Regions from separate parts of the Mus musculus genome. Here region 1 is linked to region 2. A link is a contact called in public Hi-C data. All regions are on one chromosome and are shown on one strand. The core of a region is the stretch at or near the end of the contact, and the rest is flanking DNA. Distances in the headings are between cores, read along the strand shown. Region 1 holds the start of Itpka (inositol 1,4,5-trisphosphate 3-kinase A). Region 2 overlaps Rtf1 (RTF1, Paf1/RNA polymerase II complex component).

Region 1 (3,717 bases), core at 747-3,246, 44 kb before region 2:
GGGAGTGGCAGATCTACGGTACAGGTTCTTCAGAGGTCCTCCCACTGCTCACAAGTCACAGTATTGGGGAAGCCTCGGCCTCGGCGACATTCGCCTCAGTACCTAGTCTAGAGTCGCCCCAAGAACGACCACCGTACCGGATCGTACGGTGTCAGGACGAAAGGCACAGAGGACTCGTGACTGAGCCCCCGCACCTACACCTGATGACGGGAAGTGGGGGGACGACATCCTTGCTGTGAGTCCCCCACCCTCTTTTCTCTTTTGTATTGCAAGTCTCTGAGTCACAGTGCCACTTCGAGTCGTTACACTGCCTCCCTCGGTCCAATCCTAGTGTGCAGGGATGCCAGGTTCCAGAAGGCCCAGGCCACACCTCGGCGCTCTTCTCAAGGTGTCTAGGCAACCTGGGCGCGCGTCTTACTCTCGAAGTCGCCAGGACGCGGCCTTCAGGGCAGAGCGGGGCGTTCCCGGTTTTTTTCTCTCTCTCTTTCCACTCGAGGAACGCTTGCGTAAAATGCATCTAGAGCAACGCTGCACAGTCCACAGGCAGTTAGTTTAGTTATCTGGCCATGGTTAAAACAAGGGAGATTACTGACACAAGAGGATCGCAGGTTCAAGGCCCGAATAGGCTATAGACTGTGTTTCACTGTAACTTGGCAATTTAGTGTCAAGAAAAGAGGGCTAGGATGTAGCTCAGTGGTGGTTGTGCTTGCCTACTGTGTTTGAGGCCCTGAGTTCAACCTCCAGTCAAGGAGGGCCATACCACGAATAATGACTTCACCTCACACTGGCTGGTGATAGCTGCCGGTTAAATTGGCCCGGGAACATTCACATTGCCATACAGAGACTAGCAAGCTCTTGTCAGCCTCAGTTTACCTTTCCCAGGACACTTAGGAGCAGTAGGCCAGGGCGAGGAGGGGGGACGCAGCAGGTGGATCTTGGTTCCGCTCGGTTCTAGCCCTGCGCCCCTCCCTTCCCGCATCCACGCCTCGTGCGCGCGCGGGGAGCAGACGGCAGCGGCTCCGGAGCAGAGCCAGGAGCTCCGCTCCACTCCCACTCAAGAGAGGGAAACCGTGGCAACGGCGGGGGTGGGGCCGCGGCACCGAGAGGGGGAGGAGAGGGAAAAGCTCACGCGCCCCTTTTTCTCTCAGGGCTCCCGGGGCAAGGCTACCCCGCTCTGATCTCTCCAGCCCTACCTGACAGTTACCCAGGTACGCCAGCCGACCCGCCGGCTCCCGCTCCGTGGGTCGCGTACTCCTCAACCTCCTTTAGACGCCCAGGCACTCAGTTACCATCGCCTGCCTAGCCCCCGAAAAAGAACCAAGGCGAGAGGTCGTCCTGGGCTCCCTCTCCGCCCCCATGCCCCCTGTCCCCCGCTTGGGCTCTCGGCGGGGAACGCAAGCCGGTCAGAGCAGAGCAGAGAGCGGAGTCCCCGGCGCGCAGCCCCCGCTGGCCCCGCCCCCGCGGCCCGTACCTGCCCCACGTCCTCGCTGGTTTCCAGCTGCACGTTGCCGCGGCTCCTGCTCTCACTGTCGCTCAGCAGATCGTCCTCCGAGTCCTCGAGCAGCGACGAGGAGCCGGTGGAGGAGAGGGACGAGGTGGAGAGGCGGCGTGGCTGCTGCAGGTGCGACCCCGCAGCTGGGAGCCAGTTCCCCTCCTGGTCTGGCGGCCCTGGGCTGGCCGGGGTCACATCCTCCTCGCTTGTCACAGTGAGCTGAGGGATCACCGGGGCAGGGGCAGCACGCGGGAGCCCGTTGGGCACTTGTCCCCCACGCCGCTTGGCCCCGCGGGCCCGGGGCTCCCCTGCGGCTGCTGCAGCGGCGACTGCGGCGCAGCGCGCTTCGAAGAGCAGGCGCAGCTCCCCGACGCTCCGGCGCGGAGCCCTCTCCAGCCCGGGGCTGCAGGGCCCCGCGCCCCGTGGCCGCGCCATGCCCGTCGGGCGCCCGGGCAGGGTCATCTCCCGGCACCGGAGCCGCAGCCGAGCCCACCAGCCCGCGGCGCGGCGGGGACTGTAGACGCTCAGCGCCCCGGGCTTGGGACTGCCCCGGGGCGGAGCCTCGGCAACGCCCGCCCGGCCGCGCCCCGCCCCGGCCGCGCCCCCCGCCCACTCCTTTCACTTTCTGAGAAAGCGCGGGCCTCCGGGGGCCCTCGCTGCTGCAGGAGGCTTGCAGTGTCCCGAGTGTAACGTGGAAGTCCCAGGTCCGGCCCCCGCCTTATCTCTAGACCTGCCCTCAAGGTGGCAGAAGGGACCTGCCCCGCACCTGAGCCCAGTGCCCTCCCGCGGCTTTTGAGGGATTCCTTCAATGGGAACCAGAGGTCTTAATCTGCACAGGAAGAAGCTGTGCCCATTCTTTCACTCGCTTCCTCGGGCTCCTTTCCGTGTTCCAACCTTCCTGGTCAAAGTCTTTTGAGTCTCTGGGGCTTTTCTCTGGCCTGGGCCCCTTAATTCGGAGTTCAAGGCCGTCAGCCACCCAAGGAAGCCACACCTCAAGGAGTGTGCCCAACTAGAGTCTGTGGCCAGGGTCGAGCTGAGACTGCTCCCCACCCCCACCCCTCGAAGCTCTCCACTTCCCAGCGGGCAGAGAACAAGGTCAAGAGGCGGAGTCTGACTCTCTCCAAGTATCACAGCCGGTGGTGGCCTGCATTTCCACCGCCCCTCTCCAGCCCCCCACTAGCTGTTTCTTCTCCTCCTCCCCCTCCTGCCCCTTTGGAGCTTTGTGGTTTCAAAAGGAGTCCTTTCGCCTCTCTGAACTGCTGAATCTCCTTCGTCGCGGAGCTGCAGGGTTGCTCTGAGAGTAAAATTTTAGAGATGGGTGTTGAGTGCGTAGCTCAGCGGTAGAGCACTTGCGTAGTACGCGACTAGAACTGGATTCCATGCCCAGCATGAAAGGAACGAAAAAGTCTTGGTGCTCCAAAAATGCGAGTGTTTTTTAGTGTTGTAATAGACAGCCAGTGTCTCGGGCCACCCTATCTTGGCTCACTCCTTCTATCCATCTCCCTATCTGTAAACAGAAGAAAAACTTCACACGGCCTAGAGTTATGGCTGCATACTGAAAAGAGAACACCGATGTAGAAGTTCAGACACTGGAAATCCTTCTTGTCATCTCTGAATGGGTCTCTGGCCTCTGCTTGCAGGTGCTCAGCTGAACTTCAAGGCTACTGTGAGCAGAAGCCAGACTTGTCTGCCTTCCCCTAAAAGAATTGAGGGTCCTGTCATGGAACACCTAGAACAACAACCCTGGGATTGCTGGGGCAAGCCCAGGGTTAAGTATGAGACTTGCCTTTTCTCTCTTCAGCCAGAAGTTAAGAGGGAGGAGGAGAACCTTTCGCAAAGAGAGAAGATCTCTAGATGACTGACTGATAAAGGGAGAAGTTGGGGGGGGGTGTTTCCAGGGGCGGTGGCTGCTTGTAGCCATGGGATCTCCAACTGCATGCCAGAGTAATGGGGAGGCTTTGACAGCCCAGGTCATCACAGTGCCTGCAGCTGCCACTCAGCTTCTGTATAGATTTTGGAATTAAAAAAAAAAAAAAAAAAGGAGGAGGAGGAGGAGGTGTGTGGGAGGAATGAAAGCAAAAGAGAAAGGAAACCACAGTCTGAACACTTGCTTCCTCCTTGGAGAAGTGAAGAAACAGCATGGACTCCTGGAAACGTTTTCTGGGGCAGAGGTGTGCATGTCTGAGTGTTTGAGCCCAGAGCTATGCCAGCTTGTAGCAGGGAAT
Region 2 (3,445 bases), core at 928-3,427:
CAACAAGAAACACAGGGAGAAAGGACAAGAGCCACTCTTTGGCATGAATAGCACTGGCAACTCCAAGGAAGCAGTAAGTAAAGTTAGACTGTTAAGTCTGAATACTGAATCTTGTTTTTAAAAAAAATCTGGCCTGTGAAATTGCTGGGGAGACAGCTCAACAGTTTTATGTCCACCTTGCTCTTGCAGAGGACCTAATTAAGTCACACAGACAAGCACCAAGTCCCACTGCTAGTTAGTACAGAACTAACTCACAAATACACTGTGCTCCAGTGTCTCCTGCTTTCTGCTGTTTTCCTTACTTTGCTGTGGGTAGTGCACAGTACATGTGGATGTGAGAGCATTTGTAAGCTTGTGCATGTACAAGCCAGAGGTCAATGTCAAATGTCTATTTCTCAACTGATCTCCACTTCAGTGTTTGAGACAGGGTCTCTCACTGAGATTGGTGGAAAGGAGCTCTGGGATGTCTGTCTTCATTGGCCCCAGCGGTAGAGTTATAGACATGCACCTCCGGCTTTTATGTGGGTGCTAGGGACCTGGACTCCTGTTTTTATGCCAGCACGGCAGGAGCTTTACTGACTGCAATATCATAAAGACTGGAGACTGGAGATGACTCAAAAGTTAAGAGTTCTGGCTGCTCTTTCAGAGAATTGAGGTTTAGCTTCCAGCATCTACATGGTAGCCATGTGTTGAGTCTAATTTTAGGAAATCCACTGCAGTCCAAGTGTTGCAAGCAAAATACCCATACATACTTTTTAAAAGTAAACTGGATTATGCTGTAACAGTGTTTCATTAAATCATAAACATGAGGTCCTGGAGTTCTAAACTTAAGGAACCTGAAATCTGGTCATTAAAACAATAGGTAGCACATGCTTGCAATTCTATCCAAAAAGTCTTCTGATATTTTAACCTGCTGTTTTAGAATGACTTTAGCTGAAAAACAAAATGATGAATTGTAGTCTACTTTTTAATTTCCATTCTACAAGGAATGTCTACTAAATTATGATGACCCTTTCATCAGCACAGAAGATTCAAATCTGTAAACTAAAATTTCAGCCGGGCAGTGGTGGCTGCCAGCACTTGGGAGGCAGAGGCAGGTGGATTTCTGAGTTTAAGGCCAGCCTAGTCTACAAAGTGAGTTCCAGGACAGCCAGGGCTATACAGAGAAACCCTGTCTCGAAAAACCAAAAGCCACCCAACCAAACAAACAAAAAACCCTAAAATGTCTATATCTACTATTTAGCAAAAATACAGCATCTTTGCTCCTACTCTAATAGGATGACGGTAAACCCAGTGCAGTACATTTATGATGGGTAGTTTCTGTTGTTTTGGTAATTCTGGAGAAGTAGCCATCCTATTAGTTTCCCACAGAGGCTATCCCTAAGACCCACACTCTTACTTCATCTTGATAAAGACACTGTTGAAGATGACTTGCTCTGTTTTTGAAGACCAAGTCTTCCTACAGAGCCCAGGTAGAACTCAATCTGTCACTGCTCCCGAGTGCTGACTTACACCTGGGACACAGTCCCTTTAACTGCCACTTACTTTTCCATTTAATGAGGAATGAAAAGAAAACACCTGCATGTTATGAAATACTATGAGAGTGAATAGTGCCTGTTATACATAAATTTGCATTCCAACACCTAGATCATCATCTAGAACGAAGTTGTAATTTTCTCTTAAACCTGAAGTTTTAGGCATTTCTAATTTTAAATCCTTAAGGAATATGATTTTCAAGTCAGTGTAAAATAATTCAAAACAGTCCACAATGTTCAGTTTTTGCTAAATGAGCTAAAACTACATCAATTTTTTATGCAGACAATATTAGAACCAGTAATGTATATTGTTCCATTGATTCTTGTTACAAGAAATAGCACAAAAATGCACATAGTACTCTGTATCTATTGTGTTAGGAAAATGGCCTCAATCCACTTTTCCCAAACAGTGTTTGAATACTGTGGACTCCTCAACAGAAATGTGAGGTGGTTTAGAGTAAAAGGTTGCACTATCAGGGTCCCATGTGAGCCAGAGTGGCTAGGGCTGGTTTTGCCGACAGGTGTGGGTTTCTAATGTGCAACAGAGCCAAACTCTGGATTCCCTGGGGAGGTGGGCACGGACCAGAGCAAAAACTACCTAGAGTCACACTAGTGAAGCCACTGGCTTCTTGTCCTTCCACTTCCTTTTTCTCTGCCTAAGTGTGAGCCCAGCAACTGTTGCATAAGACACTGCTTTATGGGGAGGGACAAAAGACAAGGGTTAAAATGGAAGAAAAACAGAAAAAACTTAAATGCCAATTTAAAAGAGAGCTTTTTGCTAAACCTAAATGTGAAAAGGGTATTGGTTGATTTTCTTCCAACAATTTCCAAAAGAAGATACAAAGCTGCACCACACACCCACCAGCCCCCATGAGCCTGACTCAGGCCTCCAAAGGAAAATAGCCAATTAATGCAACCAGTGACCCTATGGGGAATTAGAATGCTGTACCTAAAGCCAGTGAAATGTTCAGTGGGTAAGGGAACTTGCTGCCAAGCTTAATGACTACATAGTGGGAGCAGAGACCCAACTTCTGACAGTTGTGCTGGCCTCCAACATGTGTGCTGTGACTTATGCCTGCCCACAAAAAAATTAATGAAAACACTTTTTAAAAAACAAATTTCCGGCTGAAGGTGTCCACCTGATGACCAAACACTCGGTGGAGTCCAAAGACTTCTGTTTAGTTCTGAGCACCTAAGTACAGGGAACTGTTTGTATTCCTACTACCCATGGGTAAATACTTAAAATCTGAGAATTTCAGGGAGACTCAAAGAGTTCCAATAATCATCCCAAGATTTTTTTTTTTTGGCCTCTGGAGAGTAGATCATATTTGTAGTATTTTACAATAAAATCTATAAGTCAGATATTCCTATGTTTTTGGTCTAAGCACATATATCAAATATTGTGCAATACCTACTCTCCCACAATACAGATTCTATTAAAGTATAAGGGAAGACAGGCAAGAGAAACAATACAGAATTATCTTATTCATCTTTAAGCTAGAGACTGCTCACCTGTTCCTTCAAAACCTTTATTCCCTTGTCCTGTGACTCTCAACACAGGACAAATGAAGTCTTTCATTGTCAGAGTGAAACAGTAAGGGGAGTGAGGAAAAACAGGTCAGAATTGATGTTCTGATTTTTCCTCCAGGAAGGACGAAGTAAAGGAATGAGCTAAATTTCATGATTTGTTCGGGGACTGAGGCAGTAGTGAAGGGGTAGCTCTGTTGCTACCTGTGAAAGGTGCAAGCCTCTATTTTCTTATCTGAGGAATACAGGAGTCCAGGTGATCTCTAAGATCCTTAGCATTATGGGATTTTTATATGAACTGGGTGTTTGACAGGAGGGCTCTGTATTTCTTATTCTAGATACTAACAGCCACATGAGAGGTATCTAAGAAGCCATGGTTTCTG

What was found. A called contact is a pair of places that touch in the nucleus more often than the background predicts.
Region 1: a Hi-C map of the HPC-7 cell line shows a contact between it and region 2, with 2.0 times the contacts expected there. The contact joins the promoter of Itpka here to the enhancer-like site in region 2. A contact is called at or near these places in 8 of 39 promoter capture datasets (HPC-7-derived erythroid cells, embryonic stem cells, epiblast stem cells and 3 more), 2 of 15 datasets of contacts at CTCF or cohesin (hippocampal excitatory neurons and large pre-B cells), 26 of 484 Hi-C or Micro-C datasets (B cells, the HPC-7 cell line, the MNK3 cell line and 16 more), 15 of 115 datasets of contacts at active chromatin or transcription factors (the 230-238 cell line, the HPC-7 cell line, the SCID.adh cell line and 4 more) and 4 of 9 other capture datasets (adipose tissue, embryonic stem cells, liver and 1 more).

Annotation. Positions count from the first base shown.
Region 1 is chr2:119,740,616-119,744,332 of GRCm38.p6, reverse strand. It overlaps Itpka (inositol 1,4,5-trisphosphate 3-kinase A), which reads right to left and starts at 1,996. Exons shown (of 7, transcript NM_146125.2): 1 at 1,472-1,996. The coding sequence starts at 1,954. It overlaps Gm25857 (a small nucleolar RNA gene), which reads left to right and starts at 3,377; the gene lies at 3,377-3,505.
Region 2 is chr2:119,697,368-119,700,812 of GRCm38.p6, reverse strand. The region is part of intron 2 of Rtf1 (RTF1, Paf1/RNA polymerase II complex component); the gene reads right to left. Among named protein-coding and RNA genes, the nearest start is that of Rtf1, 24 kb to the right of the region's middle. Within about 2 kb of position 2,177, at least 35 of the 459 cell types and tissues checked have an H3K27ac peak or open chromatin away from gene starts, as enhancers often do. A contact at or near this core is called in the 230-238 cell line, B cells, the HPC-7 cell line and 4 more, where this site is marked.